Regions from separate parts of the Pan troglodytes genome. Here region 1 is linked to region 2. Evidence: chromatin contacts called from public Hi-C data. All regions are on one chromosome and are shown on one strand. The core of a region is the stretch at or near the end of the contact, and the rest is flanking DNA. Distances in the headings are between cores, read along the strand shown. Region 1 holds the start of HES5 (hes family bHLH transcription factor 5). Region 2 holds the start of PRDM16 (PR/SET domain 16).

Region 1 (6,238 bases), core at 1,774-4,273, 430 kb before region 2:
CAAGACAGGTGCCTGGGAGGCTGCAGGAACAAGCCTTGGAAGCAGCTGGAGCCAGGACAGGGGTATAGGTGGGGCAGGCCAGGGTTCCAGGGTGAGTGGCTGGGAAGCCCTGCTGGCATGAAGAGATGCGTCTTCTCCAGAGGCTCTGGGCGCCTTGGGAAAAAGCCCAGTGTTGGAGGCAGACAGATCAGCCCCTCCCGGGTAACCCGGGGTCATTACTGCATGTCTCTGGCCCTCAGCCTCTGTCTGCACGTGGAGAATGCCACCAGCTGCCTGGCAGGGCTCCTGGGAGCACAGGCCTATGGGGCGGCACAAACTCCAGGGATAATGCATCTGTGTGCGCAGGGCAAGCCTTCAGGGAGGAGGCATCCTTGCCTGTGTCTTCCAAGGGGGTGGGTGTGTGGCTCTGGAGGGGGAGCCTGCCCCAGGGAGGCCTGGGTGGAAGAGTGGAGCACACCCCAGGCGGCTTAGACCTCTGGCAGCTCAGATCCCTGGCAGCATGGTGTGCCATGGGCCAGCCTGGCAGGAGGTGCCCTCCATGAGGGGCGCCCACCTGTGTGCCCACTGAACATGCGGGAAACATGCAGGCGAATGGGGGCCTTCCCTGTCCTCTGCCCACCATACCCCGGGGCTCGGTAGGGACCACTGGCAGGCACTGGGTTGGTCTGGTGGGGGGACCCTGTCTAGACTGCCTGTGGAGTAGCCAGAAAGGGGCTGAAGGCTGAGCGGAGTGAGAGGGGCTGAGCAGGAAGGAGCAGGCAGGGCAGGCCCACACGCGGGGCTGCCATTCAGCAGGGGTGGGAATGCGGCCCACTCCGGCCCAATCCTTGCTGGATGGATTTTGCCCCTTGGGAGCTGGTCCCTGGGAGCCATAGGCCTCAGTGCTTGCAGACTCAGCCAACACCCTGTGGCCTGCCTAAAAATAAATGCCCTTTCTGAGGCAAGGGATGGCCCCGCGCAGGCTCCTGCCAGGACTGCCAGATCCTGCCTTGGCACGGTGGCCAGCGGGCAGGTGTCCCCGGAGCCCATGCCAGGACTGGCGCTGCAGGCCGTGGGAGTGTGCAGCAGCAACTCGGGGCAGATGTTTTCTCCTGTTTGGCCCATGGCCAAGCCCCTTTGGCTGTAGCAACAGATCTACTGCGGGCTGTGGCCCTGGGTCGCCTCTCAGTGGACACAGCCTAAGGTTCTGTGCTGTCACCTTGCCCCACCCCTACCTTCCGGAAGCTAGTGAAAGCCCTGGGTGGGGGGAGACCCAGGGCTCCGACCATGTCCACCCCTCCAGCCCACCTCCCCCTGCCCCTGCCCCTCACCTGCTTTCTCTCCATCCCTCCCTCTCCCTGTTCTTCCGGAGCAAGGACCCACCCTTCTTCCGGGGTCCAGGGGGCCACTGGCAGGGGTCCCTCCCTGCTTAACTGCTACCATGGCCCTGCCCATTCCCCTTCACCCCTGCAGACCCGCTCCGTGGCTGCCAAGGACAGGTGTGAGGCACAGCAGACGACAGACTGTGTTGGGGGCTGAACAATCAGATTTTATTATAGCGGCTTCAGAGCAGTCCCGTGGCTTCCACGTGACTGAGAGTTCAATTTCTGAGTACAAAGTCGTGCCCACACGCATCCACCCACACAGAGGAATCCTTTAAGGATCATAGTGGAGGCACCCACCCTCCCCAGACAGCCCACCATGAGCCCCAGCCAGACCACCAGGCACACTCAGGAGCCTTTTGGCCATGGCCCTCAGGGTCCTGGACGCCCGTCCGGGGTGATCACTGTTTCCTATGAGGATACAGCTCGAGTTCGGCCTTCACAAAAGGCAAATGTGCCCGCGGCACAACCCGCCTGCCAGGGGTACGCCCAGCAGCTACGGGCCCTGAAGAAAGTCCTCTACAGGCTGGGGGTAGCAGTGTGCGAGCCCCGGCACTACAAATATCATAGAACCCCGGGCGGCCGGGGACTTCCCAGAAGTCACTTGCTTAAATGCAAACACAGAACAACCCCATGGGGTCAGACACTTGGCAGAAGATGGGCCCTGATTGTCCTAAAACGGCAGGGACTCTGCACACACATTCTCTGAGAATGGGGCTCCTGCGGGCCGGCCAGCTTGGGGCCAGAGCCTTCCGGAGAAGGGCGCGTCCAAGCCCGGGGCGGACGACGGCGGGAAGGCGCTTCCCTACAGGCGAGAGGAGCAGGCTCGCCCTCTGGTCGTCGGGCCGCGCGCCCGCAGGTCCCGCCGGGTCACCAGGGCCGCCAGAGGCCGCAGGCGGGCTGGTGCGCGGCGGCGGCGGCGGTGGCCTTGGCGGAGAGCGCGGGCGGGGGCGCGGCGCCCGGCGCCTTGGGCTCCTTGGCGGGCGCGGCGGGCGCGGCCGGGGGCCGCTGGAAGTGGTACAGCAGCTTCATCTGCGTGTCGCTGGCGGCGTGGAGCGTCAGGAACTGCACGGCCTCCTGCAGGCACCACGAGTAGCCTTCGCTGTAGTCCTGGTGCAGGCTCTTGGGGCCGGCGGCGGCGACGAAGGCTGCGGGGAGACGCGGCGGCGGTGAGCGGGCGGCGGGGCGCGGGGGAGCCGGGGCGCGGTGGGAACTCGGGGCGCGGGGGGCCCGGGCGCGCTCACCTTTGCTGTGCTTCAGGTAGCTGACAGCCATCTCCAGGATGTCGGCCTTCTCCAGCTTGGAGTTGGGCTGGTGCCGCGCGAACTCCTGCTCCAGCAGCAGCTTCAGCTGCTCGATGCTGCTGTTGATGCGGTCGCGGCGCATCTTCTCCACCACCGGCTTCCGCAGCTGCGGGAGGAGGGGGTGTCAGGCTGGCCCGGCACGGCGCAGGGACCCCCGAGGACCGGAGGCCTCGGGGACAGCGCGCCGGGCGAGCCTGGTACTTACTCGGTTTTTCTCTTTGGGGCTGAGCAGCTCCACGGCCACAGTGCTGGGGGCCATGCCTGGCGCGGAACAGGCGAGGAGGCGACGCGGGGAGGCCGGGCGAGACGAGGCGAGCGGGCGCGGGCAGGGCCAAGCGCGTCCCGGGCTGGCGCGGACACCGGCCCCGCGCGCCGACGCCCTATATAGGCGCGGGCGGCGGCCTGGCGCCTGGAGTCCGGGCGCCGCGGCCGTTCCCACACTCCGCGGCCAATGGCCGCGCGGGCCGCACAAAGGCGCCGGCCCATTAGCGCACGCTAAATTGCCTGTGAATTGGCGCGGGCACAATGGGCGCTCCCCAAGGAGCAGGTGGGCCGCGCGGCACAATGTCCGGGCTGTGGGAACGCGCTCGCCCTCATTAGCATCCCGGGGCCTGATGCCGGGAGCCCCGCGCCTCAATATGCTGCCTTTACCCAGGCCACCAAGTGGGGAGGGGGGCAGGAAGGAGGGCCCCCTCCCCCGCCCTCCCCTCCGCTCCCCTCCCCTGCCTCTCCCCAGCGGCTCCCCACTGCTGGCTGGCAGAGGCCGTAGGCACAGATAAGGGAAAAGCTGTAGAATGAACAAGTGCCACGGCTTCCTGGGGGATGGGCACCTTCCCTGACTGGGACCTGCTGCCCCTCCAGGGGAGGGGGACAGAGGGGGCCACGCTCTTAGGATCAGTCCTACGTGTCTATATTACAAGCCCCCTGACTGTCACCTGGGACTCCTGACTTCTCCAGACCTAGAAAACGGGCCTTGTGCCTTCCTGGCTGGGCTCCAGGCAGCTCCAGGAAGCTGGGGCCCGTGCTCCACGTGGAGCCCGGCACCCGGCAGCTCTCCCCGCTTCCTGCACCCTGTCCTCCCAGGAGCACTGTAACCCACAGCAGCACTGGGGCTGCTCCACGAGCTGGCAGGTGTCCCTCAGGGGCCTCTCCCCACCCCTATCTGGCCAGGGATCTGACTACAGTGTCCACGCAGCTCGGGAGGCCTCGGCTCTTGGCACGCTTGCTGTGGCCACTGTTTATGCATGCCACAGCTCCACCTAGTCTCTCTGGCAGCCAGGGCACTTGTAGGGTTTGCTTTCCTCCGGCATTTTGCCAGTGGGTAGGGAGTGGGTGCCAGGTGGCAGGCTTGAGGATCAGAGGCCATGCCAGCCCTAGCCCCCTGCCCCCAACCACCGGTCCACGGGATGAGCTAATAACCCCGGTACCTGGCCAACTGAGCTGAGTGCCCGCAGCCACTTTGGGGCAATGAATCCCACCCTGGGTCCTTAGGGGAGGGTCCCTTGGGAGACCCCCACCCCCTAGCCTGCGGTCACAGTTCCTCAAATGCTCTGCAGCAGAGACTAGGAGAGGATTCGGGGCCTGGGCTGGCTCCTAGAGACAGGTTGGGACCCTGCCGGGTCCTAGCAGAAGGGCCTTAGCCCCCAGAGCTGGGGCTGGCATCAGGGCTGGTTAGGCAGAGTTTGAATCCAGGAGTGGGGTTCCCTGGCCAGCTGGCAGGGTCCAATGAGGAGCCTTCCCCGGAGGCTCTCGGCAGTGACCCCCGGCTCTGAGTGACCCGCTTGGTGGGCCTAGCTCCAGGAGGTCCTCAGCACAAGGATGGACGGTCCAGGGGGCAGCCAGGACAGTGCTGGGACAGCAGGGGAAGACAGGACTTCAAGCCAATGCAGGGTGGCCCTCCCACAGGCCAGCTGGACGCCATTGTGAAGGGTTAGGCTGGGAGGCTCCCAGGCGGAAACAGGTGACTTTGGAGGTGGCAGGAAGGGAGCCCCTATTCACCCTCGTACCCCCGCAGGACTCCCACAACACCTCCCTTGAAGGGGACTCATGCTCCAGGCTGTCAGAGGGAGGCGGTGACACTGGGGGCTGGGACTGCTGGGGGCTCATCTCTGAGCAGGTGGGGTCCCACCACAACACTCTGGCCCTTGTTGGATGCAGGAGGGCAACCTGTGTGGGGGTGTCCAGGCCACGCGCTCACGCCATGGCTCCCACAGCTCTGGGCATTGATGGCGGCTGGCACTGGCTATGGGCTGTGGACTCCCGGCTACACAGGGGATCTGCTTGTGTTCAGTGGAGCTATTTCGCAGCTGAAGTGGGGTTCATGCTGGCGGCAGTCACATTGTGGCATGTCCCTTGCCTATGGGCTCCCTGGGGTGGGACTGGGGGTGGGGAGGGCAGGACGAGGTAGTCACCCGTGTGCCCGTGACCTATACGCTGCTGGTCCAGCGGCCACATCAAGGAGGTGCTTAGCCAGGGGCTAGGGGTGCGGGAGCACAGGCAGGTGGCCCCAGCCCAGGCAGGCCCTGGCCACCACCTCCGCCAGCAGGAAACGGAACCTGAGCCACGTGTGCCCTGACCACCCAGCTGCTGGCAGCGGGGACAGGGCCTGTGCCCAGATATGGGGGTGGCACTGAGGCCAGGCCCTGCTCCCGCAGGCTTTGGAGCGGCAGGTGGCTGGGGCTTGTGTCCTGTCCTGGTCCCTTCCCCTGAGCCAGCTCCTCAGCCCACAGGAGACACGTGCCGCCGGGAGATGTGGTCCAACCTCCCCACCCCCACGGCCCGCCCACCCGCAGTGGGCCAGGATGGCGGCCTGCCGGAGGTGAGGGTGGTGGGTGGGCTGTGTGGGGGCTGCTGCCTCCCGCCTCTTCCTCCCTCCCCCTGGACTGGAGCAGCTTTGATCCAATTTTCAGTTGTGGGAAATATGAAATGAATGGTGTTGAATCCTGGCCGGATGAAAGGCTGGTTCCCTCCCTGAGTTCGGGCCAGATGGCAGCTCTGGCGGCCTCCGAGGCACACGCCTGGCCTTTGTGGGCCGTTTAACACTGTGAATGGGGCCAAAGTGTGGGAAACTCACTAGGCTCCCGGCTCACACCATCCACGGTGGGCTGCGGAGGGGGCTGGAGGAGGGAGGGCTGGAGGCTGCTCCAGGCTGGCAGGCTCTGCTCCACAGAAGCACTGTGAAGTGTTGGGGGGCTGGGATCCTCCACCTTGGCTGCCCCCAGCAGCTCAGCGTGGGATGGGGGTGTTCTTGCCCCAGCCGGGCTTTGAGGAGGGAGGGAGTTTGTCCTGCCTGCACCTCCCTGAGCCCCCAACCCTGGAGGGCTCAGTAAGTCTAAGGGGCTTGATAGTTGGGGTGGGGTTGGCACATCTAGAGTTGGCAATACTCCTCCTGCCTCCACATACACAGACATTGAGGCAGGGCACTTTGCTGTCTCAATTCACGATGCTGTGCCACCATCACCACTGTCCATCTCCAGAAAATGTCCTTCTCTCCAAGCTGAACCTCTGTCCCCATGAAACATGGACTCTCTATTCTCCTCCACAGCTCAGCAACTGTTGAGGCAGGGGGCCTTC
Region 2 (6,073 bases), core at 411-2,910:
TCCGCTGGGCTTTTCCTCTGGGGTGGCGCCGGCCCCGCGCCCCTCCCCATCCGGGGCGCCTCTGCTAGGACACCGGGGTCTCGGGGTTTCTCAGGGCTGCTGCGTTTCACCTCCTTTAACGCGGAGGCGCGGAGTTGCACGTGTGGGTCTCAGTGGAGCCGCCACAGGTCTCATTACACAACAAAGGGCAGGGAGGGCACGGCCAGGAGCCTCGCGGGGCGGCGCAGAGACCCCGCATCGCGGGCGCGACCCCTGCCTCGGGCTCAGGCTGACTCTGCGGCAGCTCCAAGTCCCGTTGCCGGGCAGGACTTCGGTGCTCCGGAAGGGTGCGGGGCAGCAACCTGGCCAGGGCAGCGCCTCGGTTTTCTTCCAATTCATTCTCGATTCCCAGATACTCAGATGAGAAATCCGCACTCAGGCCGTCAGGCTCCTGGGCCCGGGCCACCCTGCCTGCGCTCAGCCCGGCCCCTCCACCGCAGCGCCTCGGAGTTTGGGGACTACAGGGGAAGAGGAAGCGTCTGGTCGGCTCCCGTCCGAGCTGCTCCACCTGCGCCGCCGGCCTTTCCGCCCGCTACGCACCTGGGCCCCGAGAGGCCAGAGGGGAGTGTCCCCAGAGGCTCGGGTCCCCGAAGGTGGCCCAGCTCGGGCGCTCGCGCAGCCGGGTACTCACCTTGGGGGCGCGGCGGCAGGAGAGCGCGGGCGGAGAGGTGCGGGCGCCCTGGGACGACCAGCCGAGGACGCCTGGTGTTTGGACGGCTGCCCCCGCGCTGTCCCCCCGTGCGAGGCGTGTTGGCCTCCGTGGCCTCGCGAGGGACCGAGGGCGGCGGGTCCGAGTGCCGCCCGCCGGCCTGGGCAGTGGCGGAGCGCGGAGCTGGCGGCGCCTCCGCTGTTGTTTTTGAGCCGCGAAGCCCGAAGCAGCAGCCGTTGGGTGGGGGCGAAGGGGAGGAGGCGGGGGCCGGGAGGCCCGAGGGGGGCGGTGGGGCCCGGAGGGGGCTTCGGAGGAGCCGGGTTCTGGCGCGCGAGCCCCGACGCCCCCTCCAGCGATCGCAGGGCGGGGACGGGGGCCGAGGGGAGAATGCAGGAGAAAAGCGGGCCGGGGCGACGGGGAACGCAAAGCTTTTAAATTAGTAATCAAACGCAGTAAAACGGAGCAAAACCAGCCCGGACTCGCGTCCGAACTATCGGCGCGTGTGCCCCGAGATCCAAGGAAGTCGTGTGGAAAACCGCAGCCGCCGCCCCATCTTCGGCCCCGGCTGGGGCGGGAGCAGCAGCGCGACGCGCCGCGACGCAGGGGCAGGGTGGGGGGATAGTCACCTCGCCTCCGGGGCCACCTGGGTCCTTTTAAAGTGTCCGGGGTGCGGGCCCCGGGCGGGAGCGCCGAACACGGAATGTTTTCTTAAAGGGCCAGTTCCGAGCTGCGCTGAAAAGGGGGGGGGAGAGGGGGGAGAGATAAGTGAGACGAAGACCGAGAAGGCCGAGGAGAGCCCCCCAATCCCGCGCCGAGGCGGCGGCGGCGGCGGCGGCGGCGCGACGATGAGGATGATGAATACATTGCAAAGTTTTTTTGGCCCCGGCGAGGGGTGTCAGATTGAGTGCTCTGTGCGCATGTGCGAAGGTGTCCAAACTGACAATGCTGGGGAGATGAAGATAGTGTGTGGCTGCTTCTGGACTCAAGGAGGAGGAGAGAGATTCCGCGAGCCGACACCATGCGATCCAAGGCGAGGGCGAGGAAGCTAGCCAAAAGTAAGTCTCCCGCGCTCGGCCGCGCCGCGCCGCCGGGGCCGGGGCCGCCGGGCCGGGGCGCCCGGGCCAGGGGTGCGCGTCGGGGCGCGGCCGGCGCGCCTGCGGCTCCGGGCCCCCGGCTCGGCCGCGCGGCCCGGGGGGCTGCTCCGCCTCCCGCGCTCCGGGGCGACCGGGCTCGGCGCGGAGGCTCGGGGCGCCCGGGCCGCGCGCTCCCCGAAGGCGCCGGCCCCCTCCCCGCGGAACCCCCTCCCCCCCCACCAGTGTCAGGCGCTCGGGCCCGGGAACCCGAGGCGCGCGGTGGGGGCCGGGGAGGGGGGCGGAGGGGGAGGGCCGGGGGTGGAGGGGAGCGAAAAGTGAAAGTTAGCGAAAAGTTGACGAAAGGGGAGAGCAACTTTTTCCTCCCCGCTCGCTCTCTCCCTCTCTCTCTCCGAGTGGCTCTCAGTCCTGGTCAAATCATATTCCGGGCTTTTGAAATAGTGGGCGCTAGAGCACCGCCTTTGGCGTCCGCCAGCCGGGCGCAGAGGAGGGAGACCCCGAGCCGGGGAGGGGCGGAGGAGGGGGCGCGGGCCGGCGCCCACCCGGCTCCGCGGGCGCAGGGGCAGGGGTGGCGACGGCGGGACAGCCGCAGCCACTTGGGGAGCAAAATGGAGACTTTTGCCCGGGCTAGGAACTGTGGTCGTGAAGTTTATCCCCGGCTGTGCCCCGCGTGGTGGAGGGCGCTCCTCTGGGACGCCGGCAGCCTGCGCGGGCCGCCGGGGCGACCGTGCCTCCGACAGGAGGGACCCACCCGGCCACCTCCCGACCCGCCGCTGCCGCCCTCGGGCCCGCGTGGACCCCTCTGTACCCGCTTGCCTGGCACAGCCGGGCCCGGCGGGGACAGAGCTGCCCCGGCCAGACTGCCCGGTCCCCGGTCTTACTTTCTCTTTCGCTCCGTCTCGGCCGAGCCCCGGGCTCCGCGCGCCCCGCCTGCCGCCAGCCGGTCCTTGCCGCGGGCCGGGTGCTCCAGCCACCCGCGCCCTCGCCCGCCACAGCGCCTCCGAGCAGCCCGCGCGCACCCCGCAGCCCCTGTCGCCGGCGCCATCCGCGGTGAGGCGGGCGGGCAGGTGAGGACAGGCGGCGCCGCGGCCCGGCCAGCGCGGCTCCCGCAGCCCCGCCGAAGCCCCGGGTGCAGCGAAGCGGCCAGCGCCGCGCGGAGCGGAATCGGCGCCGCCTGCTCCCGCCGCCCCCTCCTCTGCAGGCCGCCCGCCCGCCCACCCGCAGAAGAGGCGCCCGGGCCGCTCCCCTCGAGGTCCCCGCCCGACCCACGCCGTTCCGTCCGCGCCTCCGGGGCCGGGTCCCTCCAGTCCGGCCTCGCAGCTCCCGGGGCCGAGCCCCCAAACGTGAGCCGGGTGCGCGCGGGACTCGCGGCGGTTTTCCGAAGCTCCGCTCCCTCGGCTCGGGGCCCGCCCGGCTCGTCCCAACAGCTGCCCCGCGGCCGTAGGCCCCGCGCTCTGTGCACCAGGGAAAAGCAGCTCCCGAGTTTGTGCCGGACGCTCCTGCGCCCCGCCATCGGCCGTTCCCGGCCCCTGGGTGAGGCGCCCCCTTCCCGCCGCGCTCCGCTGCCGGGTGCCCTCGGCCTCGGCCTCCCGTGACCTCTGACCCCTCTTGGTGCGAACAAGACCGGGCGTTTCGCCGCCGACGCGAAGGGGCTGTCTGTGCGCGGCGTTGCGGGCCCTCCGCGCGTGGGGTGTGCGTGTGCGTGTTCGGGTTCGGTTCTGTGTGTGCACCGCGGGCCTGCTCAGAGTCGGGACCACGGGGCTGCGTGTGGGCCGCCAGGTCAGGCCCTCGCCCAGGATGGGCCCTAAGCTGGAGCGAGAAAGGGGAAACCGGCCGCGCTGACGCCGGGGCCTTCGCTGCAAGCGAGAGGCGGACTCGGCGCACCCGCGCGGCCCTGGAAACTTCCGAGAGGCCCCAGCTCTCCGCCGGCTCCACCTCTGCCAGGTGGGGAAGGTGGCCCGGGACCGGGTCCGCTCAGGACCAGAACTGGTGCCTGGCAGCCATCTGGCCAGGAGGCCGGAGAGCCGGGCCCAGCGGGAGCGCCGAGCGCTGGCTTCCTTTTCCCGAGAGTCTTTAGTGAGGAAAAACCCCATGAGAGGTGACTGCCAGGCCTCGGCCCTCTGTCCACACTTGGCCGAGCGCTGGGAACCCCTCCTTCCAGGCTCCACAGCTGGGACCGCTTGTCCCAGGCCCCCCAAGGTGGCTGAGGCAGGTTCAGGATCACACTGCCTGCCCTGAGCAAGGCAGGATCCGCTGAAGAATTGCACTTCATCAGGCGATATTTTAAGCAGATGTGAACTTCCCCGGGGACCATAGTCCATTACCCGAGTCAGAGGCGGTAGGGCCAGCACTCCAGCCAGCAGGTCCTCCCCTCCCCACAATGCTGACCAGGTCAGGGGACTGTGGGGTGGGGCAGGGGCAAGGTCATGGTTACCAGGTTGGTATTCAGGCTGGGCACAGAACAGCAACCAGGCCAGTGGAGGTGACCCCATGACCCAGCATTTCGGGGGCCACCGCCGAGTGTGCATCTGGAGGTGTAATTTCGTTTGTGTTTCCCTGGAGACCCCACTCCAAGCCTCAGTTCAGGTGGGTTACTCCTCTGGGTTGGGTCTTGTGAAGGGCCGAATGGTGGCGGCTCCGGGGGTGACCCGGGCTTCCAGCTGAGCTTTCCAAGGACAGAGGTGGCCACTGGGGCACCCAAGCCGGGGCTGTGGCTCAGCTGATGGGAAACCTACAGCCTCCTCCACCTGAGCCTGGGGGCCAGGAACAGAGTGAGGACAGTTCAGGGACAGGGTCCCCCCTACTGAAGCCAGGGCGGTAGGGCCGGTGGGGTAGGGGCTGCTGCAGCCCCACATTTACAAACTCAATGCTTAACAAAAGCTTATTGTTTCCAGGGCTGTTGTGAGCCAGGTGGGCAAGTGGGGGGTTAGCACCACCAAGGTGCCCTCTGGATCACCATCGCCCTCATAGCACAGCTGGGGGCCTCTGTGCAGGAGGAGGATGTGCCAGTCGGCACCCCCATCAGAGCTGCTCCTTGAGGCCTGATCCCCACCTAGGTGGCAGACCCCATGTCCTAGATGCCACATACCCCAGGGCTGGGGGAGTGTCCTCTCCACAAGTCCCATCTAGCCCCTGGGGTGGGGGAGCTGCAGCCCCCACTAGATGGGGACTGTGTGTGTCTTGCTCGTGTTTGAGGGTGATGCGTGTGGAAGGTGTGCTGGAGACAGGGTAGAGGTAAGCGGGGCTGGAGGCCCAGTTCACAGCCTCCTTCCTTCTTCGTAGAAACAGGCCAGGCTGGCTGGGCCCTCCCTTCTCCCACCCTCCCTGGGGAAGTTGGCCCCTTCCACCAGTCCCCTCCCCAGAGCCAGGACGGCAGCCTTCCCTCTGAAGGCCGGTTAGGGCAGCAGCGCCAGGACGTCCGGCGGGAATCCAGCGTCTTGCCCCGCTTCGGACGAAAACACAGAGGCTGCGGTGGAGGGGTGGAGTGCGGGGCTGGCCGCCAGGGCTTGGTGCCCCACGGCAGTGGACTGTGTGTCACCCACAGGCCCCCTCCCTCTGCCCCTGGCTGCACAGGTGTGCCATGGCTCGGAAGCTGGCAGGAGGGGCTTGCCAAGCTGGCTTGTGGAGCAACTGCTGGGTGGGCTCCTTGGGGACAGGCACCGGCCATGCCTGGCTCGCCAACCACCAGACGCCCACTCGGGGGGTCCTCCTTGTCCTGTGAGCGGCTCTTCCAGAGCAGGTGCCGGCCCGACATCCTGGCCCCTCCTGGCCCCGAGGCTTCCTCGGCTCCCAAGTCCTCCTGTAGGCAGTGCGCAGGGCAGGGGACCAGGTCTGCCATTTCTGCCGGGAGGCTGGGTGAAGGGGACCCGGCAGCCAGGGGCTCCCCCCACCAGGCCCCTCAGGGGAGGTGAGGCTGGTGGCAGCTCGCTGGGCCGCTGTGGGCCCGATTAGCCCCCTGTTTTATTCAATTAGGAGGCAATTAGGGATCCTTGGGGGGCTTGGGCTGGTAATTAAGGTGATGTATAATTAGAGTTTCAACAAAAATTATCCGGGATTAAAAATCTTTTGAATAATTTCGTTTAAAATTTTCAAATAGCGTTAAATACAATTTATCAGGTTTTGAATCAAACCCGTGTAACGAGTCTTGGAAGCTGCAGCTCCCGTCGCCGGCGCGGGAGGACCAGGAGCAGCTCCGGCGACTTCCCCGTGCGGGAAGGAAACTTCGCGAGCGAAGCCAGCTGGCTGGGGCCTCGCCGCGGTGCAGCGGCGGCCGCGGGCTCAGAATCGAGCCGCC

What was found. Hi-C and Micro-C count contacts between places; a contact is called where the count stands out from the background.
Region 1: a contact with region 2 is called in a Hi-C map of induced pluripotent stem cells, with 1.7 times the contacts expected there. The contact joins the promoter of HES5 here to the promoter of PRDM16 in region 2. A contact is called at or near these places in 2 of 7 Hi-C or Micro-C datasets (induced pluripotent stem cells and stem cell-derived neural progenitor cells).

Annotation. Positions count from the first base shown.
Region 1 is chr1:229,453,188-229,459,425 of NHGRI_mPanTro3-v2.0_pri, reverse strand. It overlaps HES5 (hes family bHLH transcription factor 5), which reads right to left and starts at 3,023. Exons shown (of 3, transcript XM_524847.6): 1 at 2,871-3,023; 2 at 2,606-2,771; 3 at 1,369-2,509. The coding sequence starts at 2,924. The coding sequence ends at 2,232.
Region 2 is chr1:229,019,321-229,025,393 of NHGRI_mPanTro3-v2.0_pri, reverse strand. PRDM16 (PR/SET domain 16) reads left to right here and starts at 1,660. Exons shown (of 17, transcript XM_016952782.4): 1 at 1,660-1,743. The coding sequence starts at 1,707. It overlaps LOC748078 (a long non-coding RNA gene), which reads right to left and starts at 2,959. Exons shown (of 6, transcript XR_001717380.4): 1 at 2,661-2,959; 2 at 671-1,420; 3 at 1-497.